Linked DNA regions of Zea mays: regions 1 and 2 are each linked to region 3. Evidence: chromatin contacts called from public Hi-C data. All regions are on one chromosome and are shown on one strand. The core of a region is the stretch at or near the end of the contact, and the rest is flanking DNA. Distances in the headings are between cores, read along the strand shown. Region 1 holds the start of LOC103647596 (transcription factor MYC2). Region 2 holds the start of LOC100277178. Region 3 holds the start of LOC100282633.

The links. Hi-C and Micro-C count contacts between places; a contact is called where the count stands out from the background.
Region 1: a Hi-C map of leaf shows a contact between it and region 3, with 2.7 times the contacts expected there. The contact joins the promoter of LOC103647596 here to the promoter of LOC100282633 in region 3. A contact is called at or near these places in 5 of 25 Hi-C or Micro-C datasets (bundle sheath, ear, leaf and 1 more).
Region 2: a Hi-C map of tassel shows a contact between it and region 3, with 5 times the contacts expected there. The contact joins the promoter of LOC100277178 here to the promoter of LOC100282633 in region 3. A contact is called at or near these places in 6 of 25 Hi-C or Micro-C datasets (ear, endosperm, leaf and 2 more).

Annotation. Positions count from the first base shown.
Region 1 is chr2:199,964,096-199,967,574 of Zm-B73-REFERENCE-NAM-5.0, forward strand. LOC103647596 (transcription factor MYC2) reads right to left here and starts at 2,063. Exons shown (of 2, transcript XM_020549367.1): 1 at 1,777-2,063; 2 at 862-1,704. The coding sequence starts at 2,022. The coding sequence ends at 1,147.
Region 2 is chr2:199,905,023-199,908,377 of Zm-B73-REFERENCE-NAM-5.0, forward strand. LOC100277178 reads left to right here and starts at 1,822. Exons shown (of 3, transcript NM_001328636.1): 1 at 1,822-1,966; 2 at 2,164-2,262. The coding sequence starts at 1,898.
Region 3 is chr2:200,117,405-200,121,101 of Zm-B73-REFERENCE-NAM-5.0, forward strand. It overlaps LOC100282633, which reads left to right and starts at 1,618. Exons shown (of 9, transcript NM_001155541.1): 1 at 1,618-1,970; 2 at 2,897-3,133; 3 at 3,380-3,426. The coding sequence starts at 1,747.

The DNA.
Region 1 (3,479 bases), core at 813-3,312, 150 kb before region 3:
GATATATGTGATGTATATATGTGATATCTGTGATGTATCTTTTGTTTGTTTGGATAGAATAGGAAAAACAAATAAAAAAGGTGTGTACTGGTCACTTTGCCGAGTGTGACACTCGGCAAAGAGGTGCTTTGCCGAGTGTCAGGACCATAGCACTCGGCAAAGAACCAAGACCTGGGCACCGATATAGGTTCTTTGTCGAGTGCGGTGGCCCTAGCACTCGGTAAAGAGGCACGCTTTGTCGAGTGCCCTACACAGCACTCGACAAAGAACCTGACATGGGGACCCGCTAGCGGATTCTTTGCCGAGTGCTGGCTGGTAGACACTCGACAAAGAATAACTTCTGTGCCGAGTGTATTAGGAGGCACTCGGCAAAGAGTAACTTCTTTGCCGAGTGTCACATAAGACACTCGGCAAAAACGCCGTCTCCGTCACCCCAGCGCCGTGACGACGGCTTTTCTTTGCCGAGTACTATCTGGCACTCTGTGCCGAGTGCCAGAGAAAAAGTACTCGACAAAGAAGTCTTTGCCGATGTACTGTTCGTGAGCCCTCTTTGTCGAGTACGACACTCGGCAAAGCCTATGCCGAGTGGTTTTCGGGCTTTGCCGAGTGCTTCAGGCACTCGGCAAAGCAACCGATTCCGGTAGTGATGGATGCAAGAAAAGTTGCATAATTTGGCTTTGATTGCGCCAGCACATCTAGATCTGGTTTGTTCTGTATAGACAAGCAAACATAGGATAATGTCTGATCAATGCACTGGAGAGCCTGATTAAGCACAGGCGGGTAACCAAACATATGGTATCTGAATGAAACCATGAGGATGCCATGATACATCAAGCCCTTCAACAGCTGCTAGTACTACATACAGGCACTTTATTCCATGGATAGGCCGCACAGAAGACAACACGCAGATTCCAGAGCACACGATGCAATGGATTAGTTACGATCGTCCATCGTCGTTCTACCCTCTAAATTAACATTAGCATCTACTTACCTATAACCTGATCGATCCGCGACACTTTCGCACTGCCTGTGTACGTACGTGACGCGATTGATGTTACGTTACGTTACGTACGGAGAGAGAGACGACGACCGTATGAGATCGGTGAGCGAGCTAGCTCTCTACGATCGTCTGGCTACTAGCACTAGCTAGGTAGCCGCGCTGTCCTGCATCCTCTGCAGCAGCGCGGCGCGGAGGCCGTCGTGGTCGTCGTCTTGCACTTGCAGCGGGCTCGCCACGTCAACCACGACGTCCTGAACCGTCATGCCGTTCACGCGGGTTACGCAGGCGTGCTGCACGTGCAGCTCCAGAGACCGGAGCGCGCTCATCAGCCGCGCGGGCGCGTGCGGAGCCGCGCTCGTCGCGCGCACCGCGGCCACGTCTGGCCCCAGCATGCGCACCTCCACAGCCTCGTCGGCGCCGCATGAGGCTGCGGCTGCTACGGGGTCGACCCACCTCGCGGCGGCGGCCCGCCTGGAGTCGGCCTCGAGCCGCGCGATACGGCCGCGCAGCTCCGCGATGTAGGCGGCGGCGTCCGCGAGGAGGGAGGCCTTGTCCATGCGGGACACGGTGGGCACGGCGGCGCGGAGGTCGCAGAACCGCCGGTTCAGCTTCTCCCGGCGCTGACGCTCGGCCTCCACGTGGCTGACCGTGGGACCGTCCGGGCGGGGGCCGGGCTTCCGCCCCCGCCGCTTCCCGCCCGGGCGCTGCTGCTGCGCAGGGGCGGCCGTGACGCTCGTCAACTCCTGCTGCTGCTGCTGCGGCGGTGGCAGCGGCACCGGCTGAGTAGGAAGCGGCTGCTCGGAGAGCTCGGAGTCCGGGGAGAGCGACCTCCCCGCCACGGGCCACAGGTCGTCCACGTCGTCGTAGCGGCCCTCGTTCTTGTCCAAGACGACGTCGTCGAGCAGCCATTGCTCGGGGACCTCGCAGGATGCGAACTCGATCACTGGGTTGCCGGCGTGGGAGAAGAAGGGTGGTGGCGAGGGCGGGGAAAAGGAGGAGCACGGGGAGAGCAGGTCGTCCATTGTCACCGCCGCCTATATATGGTGACTGAACCTCAAGTACCAGCGTGGGTGGGGCACTGCTGTGCTGTGTAGCCAGTACTTAGTAGCTAGCATATAGGGTTCTGCTTTTATAGTGCCAGCGATACATTTGCACTAGGAGCTCGGCTCTATCTGCTTTTGTTGCCAACAGGGCAGTTCCTTTTGGTTTTGGAACCGGCAGCTGGGATGTTAGGAGTTGGGAATGGGAAACTTTGCTTGTCTACCAGTTTTTAGGTTGTCTCTACCAGTTTACCCATCATATATTTCATCTCATCTCTTATTTCACAATATATTCTGTAAACAGTACAGTATACAATGCAAAACAGTGTGTTGTACAGCCATATATATCATCTGCTGGAGACAACCTTAAAAGTACATACTTGATACGAAAACACGACACACCATGGTGAGATCATGGCATGAGTTGGTCAAACTATTGCCCTGTTCTTTCTAAGAAACATATTGGTTAAACTCTTAAACTCGATTAGATTTACTAAAACTATTAGTAGTATTTTTATTTTCAAATAAATTTAGTATAAAAATAATGAGTTGGTCAAACTATTTCCCTGTTCTTTCTAAGAAACATATTGGTTAAACTCTTAAACTCGATTAGATTTACTAAAACTATTAGTAGTATTTTTATTTTCAAATAAATTTAGTATAAAAATAAATTCAACGGTCTATCTAATAATATTTGTTATGTACTATAAATATTGGTATTTTGTTATATATATTTGATCAAAGTTAAGTATATATTCATCCTAAAAAGTGAAAACAAAAGTTAAAAGCGGATGGAGGCCGGGGTACTCTGGACTCTAGTTCGTCTCAAAATAAGAAGTCCTAATAGCTATGTACATAGACAAGCACTTATCTAGATATACAACCAAAGATCAATTTATATTGGACAGAGAAAGTATATAATAAGTCACTAAAATTCTTTTTCGACCATAAAGCTTATTTTCTAAATCAAACAATTTTTATAGCAATAAATTTATTTTTGTGAATTTTTATGTGATTTCCACAAGAAATAGTTGGTGAATTGAGAATGAAAATGCTAGGCCACAGACACATTAAGATGTGCAAAAACATTAGGTAATATTTCTAGTTAGATCAAATCAAATAGATCAGGTAGTTATTATTCACTTTCGTCCACCCTCTTCAGTCCTGACTCCAAACCATTCTTATGCCTTTAGCCGATCGCCACAAACACCATTGCAACACTAAGAGCAGCTCCAATAGTTATGTATATTTCTACTACCTAAATCTGAGATTTAGCAAGTCCTCAAATAATATAGGAAACAAAAAAACTTATCTCCTCCAACAGTTCTCTATATATTACTTTCTAAATATGTTAAAACTTGTCATATCACCAATTTGAGTGGGATTAGCCATTTTTCCTTTTGTTTTCATCTCCCTTCTATAACTCGATCTCAAAATTG
Region 2 (3,355 bases), core at 572-3,071, 210 kb before region 3:
CGCAATCATTCAGCTACAAGTCTGCAGACAACTCCGCATGCCGCAAACAACATGCGGCAACTTGCTGGTTGGTGTTGGTGGTCAGGAAGAACAGAGAGGAAGCAAAGAACATGAGGTCAGTTCCAAGTTTCTAGTCTTCGGCCTTCGTGATTGTTGGCACCGATCCGGCCGCCAATCACCACGTCGAGAATCGGCGGCGATGTCCTATACAGGCGCGGACGGTCCGTGGTTACTGGTCAGGGATGGATGGTCCACAACCTGGCACAAGGCTCGGGTTTCCTGGCTGACGGGCCGGACGGTCCGCGCGTGCGCGGGGGCAGCGGAGTTCGTCGATGGCGCTTGAATCTCGCTCCCGAGAGGGACCCCATCGGGGAGGAGAGATCTTAGGTGTTGTCTACGGTCGACAAGCCGATCTAGACACCTCTAATCGACGTAGAGCCGAAGAGAAGCGGAAAATTTGGGGATTGAGAGATTAAACTAAAACTACTCCTAATGTCTAAGATAAAAACAAGAGATAAACTGATTATTGATTTGATTGATCATCATTAATCGACCGTATTTCTCTATGTTTATAGAGGAGGGGGTTGGACCCGTTACAAACAATCTCCCGAGTTAATTTCACGAATTTAGCTAACAACCGTAGCAAAAACTCGGAATCCTAATTGTCTCTGTGCGCGCGGACTGTCCGCCAGCGGACCGTCCGGTCCCTCGTTTTAGTGCTCAACCATGATCAATCTTTGTGCGTCTATTACTACATGGGATACTTTGAGAAACTTCTACGGAAAGTGAAGTGGCTGATGAAGATTTGGAAACGAAACCGTGGTTGACAATCGGAAGAATCTGTGCAGCGGGGTACACGTTGCTCTTCTGTGCTACGAGTCTATTCCTCGACTCTAACTGCTATTTCAACGCCTTGCAGGCTAGGAGTTGTATTGCGTGAACGAGTTAGTTTTCTGTGTGACGAAATATGTTGTGTTAGTTGTTACAGTACATTATTCTCAATTTGTGATCGTGAATTCAGCATATATATGGTGCAAATTCTGTCAAGAAACCGCAGTGGTTTAGGATAGTGGAAAGTCCCCCATCAAGAGGCTACGTGGTGAACGTCAAGTCGTCAATACGTCATTAACATAAAAAAGAACTGAAAAGAACTTTCAAGTTTATAAATTTGTTTCTTGCAAGACACAAGAGGTAAGGGAAACAAGCAATCCAGCAAGTTTTATTTTTTGAAGTTAAGTTACAATCCAGCAAGTATTGACATTCAGTTCCATAAAGAATATAACACCGTCAATTCCTTCACTCAACTGTTGACTGGAGCAAGCAGTGATGATCTAAAAAACTGAAGATTTCTTTGAGGAGCTGTGAAGCAAGTCAATGCTATTTTGTAGCTTATTGTTGTATCTTGTTCTTGCTAATTGCAAGGTAGATGGAGTGTTCAGTGAAAACAATATCAAGTGGATCAATACTTGTATTCACTTTGTTTCATATCCAATTTAACAATCTCAATCGCTATGAAATTTTGCTCTCCGCACTCTGTTTTATTGGCGCTGTGCTGATGGTGGGTGGGTGGTGCAGCCTACGGGAGCCACAGGACTGGAAAAAGAAATATGAAAAAAGTGGACCGAATTTGTTCTGTTGGGCTGCTCCATACGCTAAAGGAGAGGGCAGCAGATCACCGTTGGTTTGAAGATCGACGAGCGCACGGCAGCCTGCCGTAAGGCAGCGGATCTGGTTCCGTCTGGCTCGGCCCGTCAAGCCGGCTGCCGGTAGGAGCGGAGGAGACGGCGTCTCGCCGCTCGCTTCGTTTCCGCCTTCCCCCTCCCGCAAGTCGCCGCCGGCTCGCATTCGTGGTTCCGCGTGGGGGGTCCGTGGAAACGCGACAAGAGAGGCGGAAGCGATGGCGAAGTCGTGCAAGGGGTTGGCCATGGAGCTCGTCAAGTGTCTCAGCGAGACCGACTGCGTCAAGGTTGGTTGGCTCCGTTTTCCTTCCTTCTTCCTAATCCACCCACGCCGCAGGTTCCCGTTGCCTGTTTCAATCCGATTTAGGCGTAAGCGTAGTTAGCTGCGGCGGACATCACCCGCAAGCTAGTGCCGGGCGATGAGATCCAGTATGGGTGATACTGGCTATTTCTATTCTCATGATGCGGTTGTGTGCAGGTGCAGAAAAGGCCGTACAAGGAGTGCGCTGGGGAGAAGGTGCCAAACATTACCAGCGAGTGCGTTGGCCTGCGGGAGACCTACTTCAACTGCAAGAGGGGCCAGGTGTGTCCTGATCCTTGCAAATTACTTGTATTAGTTATTGCTAGCTTCCTGTTGATAGGTCATACTGCGAATCGGAGTGCCAGATGATATGTCGTGGACTTGAATGTATTACTGTTTCGTTGGAGACATTGATTCTCCATTTGTTTCGGTGTTCTCCCACATTTGAAGTAGTGCCTAGTGACTGTTCACCGTTAATTCTTGAATTCCCGTGGTATTATGCTTTATGGAGGTGCCAGTAATCAACATTCAGAGCCGAATAATTAGAAATTAGACATTCTTGGGCATGGCGCTAATACCCGTACCTCAGTCTAATAAGATGGTGTTCATGCTCATGTTATTATGTTCATGAGATTAGTTTGTGGAATGTTCAAGGACACTATACCATTCTGATCTTAGACCTGTAGACTATGGCTGATCCGATGCCTACACAGAATTGTGTGACAGGCGACGAGCTAGGTTTCCATCTATGCCTGAGTTGAATGTTAAAATTGTTAATAGATTAAAAGTTACTGTATCATGTCATTGTGTATGCAGTGAAAGATCTCTGTCGCAGTTGTTTGGTTAATTGTATTTTGTAAATGTGGAAAACATAAAAGTTATATTTCTGGAGTAGCTTTGCCAGTTTTATTTGTTTCAGTTATTTCACATCGTTGCTGTTTCTCAATGAATGTTGTTAGTTTCTTAGTTTTTATGGGTGTTACAGCTTAGAGTCTGAGGAACAGGACTTTGTTCAACAAATGAGGCTAAAAATTAATTTCAATCTAGCGAAAATAAATAGTGGCTGTACAATGATGTTGATCTTTCCCTTGGTGCACAATGATAGTGCGGTGGTTCGTCAGTGAGTGGTGGTAACAGCCACCTGCGTTTGAAATCCTAGCTTGCACAAAACAGATACCCATACCCTCACTGCTACACACACAAAAAGTGGCAGGGAGCTGGCCTGTGGTAACGTTGTTGTCCTACCAGCAGCAGCAGATAATGGCAGTGGTCACTGGCCTGGTTTATGGTGCGGCAGGCGAGGCCTGGGTTGTTTTAAAAAAACTTTTCCTTAATATTGATTCAATGACTTTGAAAAACTTAATCTTGGAATGTG
Region 3 (3,697 bases), core at 368-2,867:
CGAAAAAAGTTCAACCATGGCAAGATTTATATTGTCATTCTATTTTGAAAGCACTGAGTCCTTGGCCTCCCTCCCAGTCTTGTACAACTGTACCTCCTTGTCCAGGCGGTGTATCGGCCCATGAGTGCGAGTCACTTGGCCTGCAGTGTAAAGTCATGCCATGGGGAAGATGATGATGCATTAAGCAGTGGAGGTGGCTGCAATAGGGTCAATTTGATCGGAAGGTAGACAGACGAGTTACGACTTACGAGATTATCCATCTCGATCAAGGGGTGGATGGTCATAGATGGAGAATTTTTTGGGTGAATAAGAGTTGGGTTGAAGGGTTGATTATTTGGCAAACACCTGTGACCCTCCACATGTAAGGGTTTAGAACCACCCATCAGATAATAAGTTAATTAGATACATTAGTTTCAAAATCAATGGAGAAAAATCTTAGGTGAGTAAAAAAATTAAGACGAAGTGTATGCTTTCAATTTCTTAGCTACTTGATAGTATATAGATACAAATTAAAGATCAATATCAGAGAAAACAAACCAAACCTTTAAAACCGAGCACCCGAGTAGAGATGAAAGTGGATATTTAAACTGTTAGGACAAAATTAATATATTCAAATAGATATGCATGAAATTTGATGTTGATCTTTTCTTGTGTTATCAATTTCTTGTGTTATCAAGCACACTATTACATTTAAAAATAAAATTTTGCACAATTTGTTTTATGCATTAGTCGCTCTCTACAATAAAAAATATGAAAAAATGTATTTGTATTTGTATGCGAAATGTATATCTATCATTTAAGAAGAAGATATATATACCATCAATTTTGTGGGTTATGTTTATAAATTTTTACAAGTTTAATGCTAAAAACAAGAATATAAATCAGTATATCAGATTATATATCCTATTTATTTACAACCAAATAAAAAATGCTAAAAAATAATATCCGAATAAGTATTCGCTTTTACCCGTACATTCGGACATGCTGCCTGCCTATGGAACTTCTGCACGATGAGCAAACTAAATCAGCCCTCTTTCTCTACTTCTACTCCGAATTTATGTTGTCTCTAGAAACTGTATATATGATTATGCACAACACTATTTTACATTATACAATACATACTTTATAAGTAGAGTTTTAAATAGGACACACAAAGCTTACCCGTTTTCTAGCCTTCTCTCATGATTTTGCATGATCTTGTGTCAGGATTTCTCCATCTCATCTCCATGGACCTGAAAACGACTGGTCGCTTGGTCATACCTGCCGTCAACTCTCGTGCAAGCCGACTCGCACCCTAGGCGCGCCGATAGCCAACTCGCACGTTTCTACCGCGTAAGTATCGGCGCCGAGTCTGACCTCAAAACCAACCTGTCACAGAACAGAAGCCTGGGCTGGTCAAAGGCCCGACCGGCCTCGCGGAGTCGCTGCTCCCCTCCTTCCACTGGCTTGCGATACAATCCTAGAGCACTCAGAAAACCCCACGCGGCATGCGGCGCACCACGCACGCCCTGACGTAGGCGTAGGCTGCTGATGCGCGGACGCGAACCAGCCCGAGCGCCCGTCTCTGATTCCCTTTTCTTCCCTTTAAAAACACGCAAGAACCTACCCGGTGACGCTACCAAACGGGCGGGGCCGCACCGACCGAACCTAACCGAGAGCACGAGCATACCCGTCCCGACTCCGACTGCAGAGCATCAGCCGAGGAGAAAAGTCGGGAGAAACGCGCGTGACGTCTGCCCGCGTCGTATGCGCCGCGCTGCCGTCGCCGCGACGACGACGACGACCAGGATGGCAGCCGAGGAGATGAGACGGGCCTCCGCCTCAACGGCCACGGCGGAGATGCCGGCGTCGCCGGCGCCGGCGCAAGCGGGGTCGAGGTGGGCGCGGGTGTGGCCGCGCGCGCTCCGGTGGATCCCCACCTCCACGGACCGCATCATCGCCGCCGAGAAGCGACTCCTCACGATAGTCAAGTACAACCTCGCCCCACTGTTCAATTTAGCAACTAGTATCATTAAGGCTTTTCACTGATGCAGTTCAGATAGTTACTTGTGAATTGCCGGAACAGCTAGTCACTTCCGCCTTCTTTCCTCCAATTTATCAAAATTGCGTATCAAAATCGCGCGTCAGTTGGTACAAACTTTAGGCTCTTGACCGGAACAGCTGCACGGCCACTTAGCTTCAAAATACATTGCATTTGCACCGGTGCTAATTCGTGATTGGTTGTCGGTTCATCTTTAGTCTAGCTCGGAGCTAAGATTAAGGCCCCTTTCACCCCTTTGCATGTTGATCACGAACCCCAAGGTTTTGGAACTGTAGGGGAACTGCGTGCCCTTGCCCTGTCATGAAGTCTGACTGGGCTATTGCTGCAGTTTCACCAGCACTCTGCTATTAGTGCTGTAGCTAACTGCTAACTAGTAAATGCAAAGCTGCAAAGGTTATGGAGCAAACAGTTTATGAGTTCTACTAACTGAAATGCTGGGGACCGAAAGCATACCTGTAGGTTTTCTAAAAAAAAAGTCATAACATTGTCACTTAAATACTGTCGTTCATCTGAACCTAGTGATTGCAAGCACGCGGTCGCTTCTGATTATACTGAAATGTTGCAAGGTGTTCGAAAGAGTGAGGTAGGAACTACATAGCATGCCTTAGTATAATATATTGGTTCGTTTTAAATCTGTGTAAGAAGTTGTAAAATACCATACTGTCCCTATGGCACTGCTAGTTTTGATATAAACTGTGACATATTTTGTTATTATTGTTGCATGGGGCTCTAATGTCATATTTTTAGGCTGCTGTCTTTGTTGATAAATGCGCCTTTATCATTTCATTCTAGACATTGTGTATCACTTTTGTATTTTGCTGGTTCATGACGTACCTTTCATCTCTGTCTTTACAGAACTGGATATGTCCAGGAACGAGTCAACATTGGCTCTGCTCCACCTGGGTCAAAAGTAAGATGGTTTAGGTCAGCAAGTGATGAACCAAGGTTCATTAATACTGTAACATTTGATAGCAAGGAGAATGCCCCCACCCTGGTTATGGTCCATGGCTATGGAGCTTCACAGGGGTTCTTCTTTCGAAACTTTGATGCCCTTGCAAGCCGTTTTAGGGTGATTGCCATTGATCAGCTTGGGTAAGTTTTGACAAAAGTGGCACATATTTTTTTATTATCGATCACTATAGGTCTTCAGTAGTAGTAGATTCATCACAATCAAGGAAAATGACTTTGTTCGACTATTATTTTTTAATTGATCTGGCCCTTAAATCGTAAAATCTCATGGCATATGTTTTAGAGGTGTCAGTTCTGATTTTACCTTCCTCTGATGCATTTGATGGCAGTATGGCACTATAGAATTGACTTCTCTCGTTCCTTTTGCAGCTGGGGTGGTTCAAGCAGACCTGACTTCACATGTAAAAGTACCGAAGGTCGATACTTCATTCTTTGCCTGCACAACTTTAGATATGATGCCGGTTCTTTTACCATGTCACTCATAACCCACAACTGTCATTAGCTTTTATATTCATCGTTTTAGCATTCCATGTTATCAAAATTCTCTGATGGTATTTTGATATGTTTTTTCTATTTAAACTTAGTTGTTTTATTTTATGAAGCCTAAATAGATCTATTCCATCAAATTCGTATATTTATTCAGTTCTTACCATATGCTTATGAGTGGTGTAGTGACAAGTTACATTA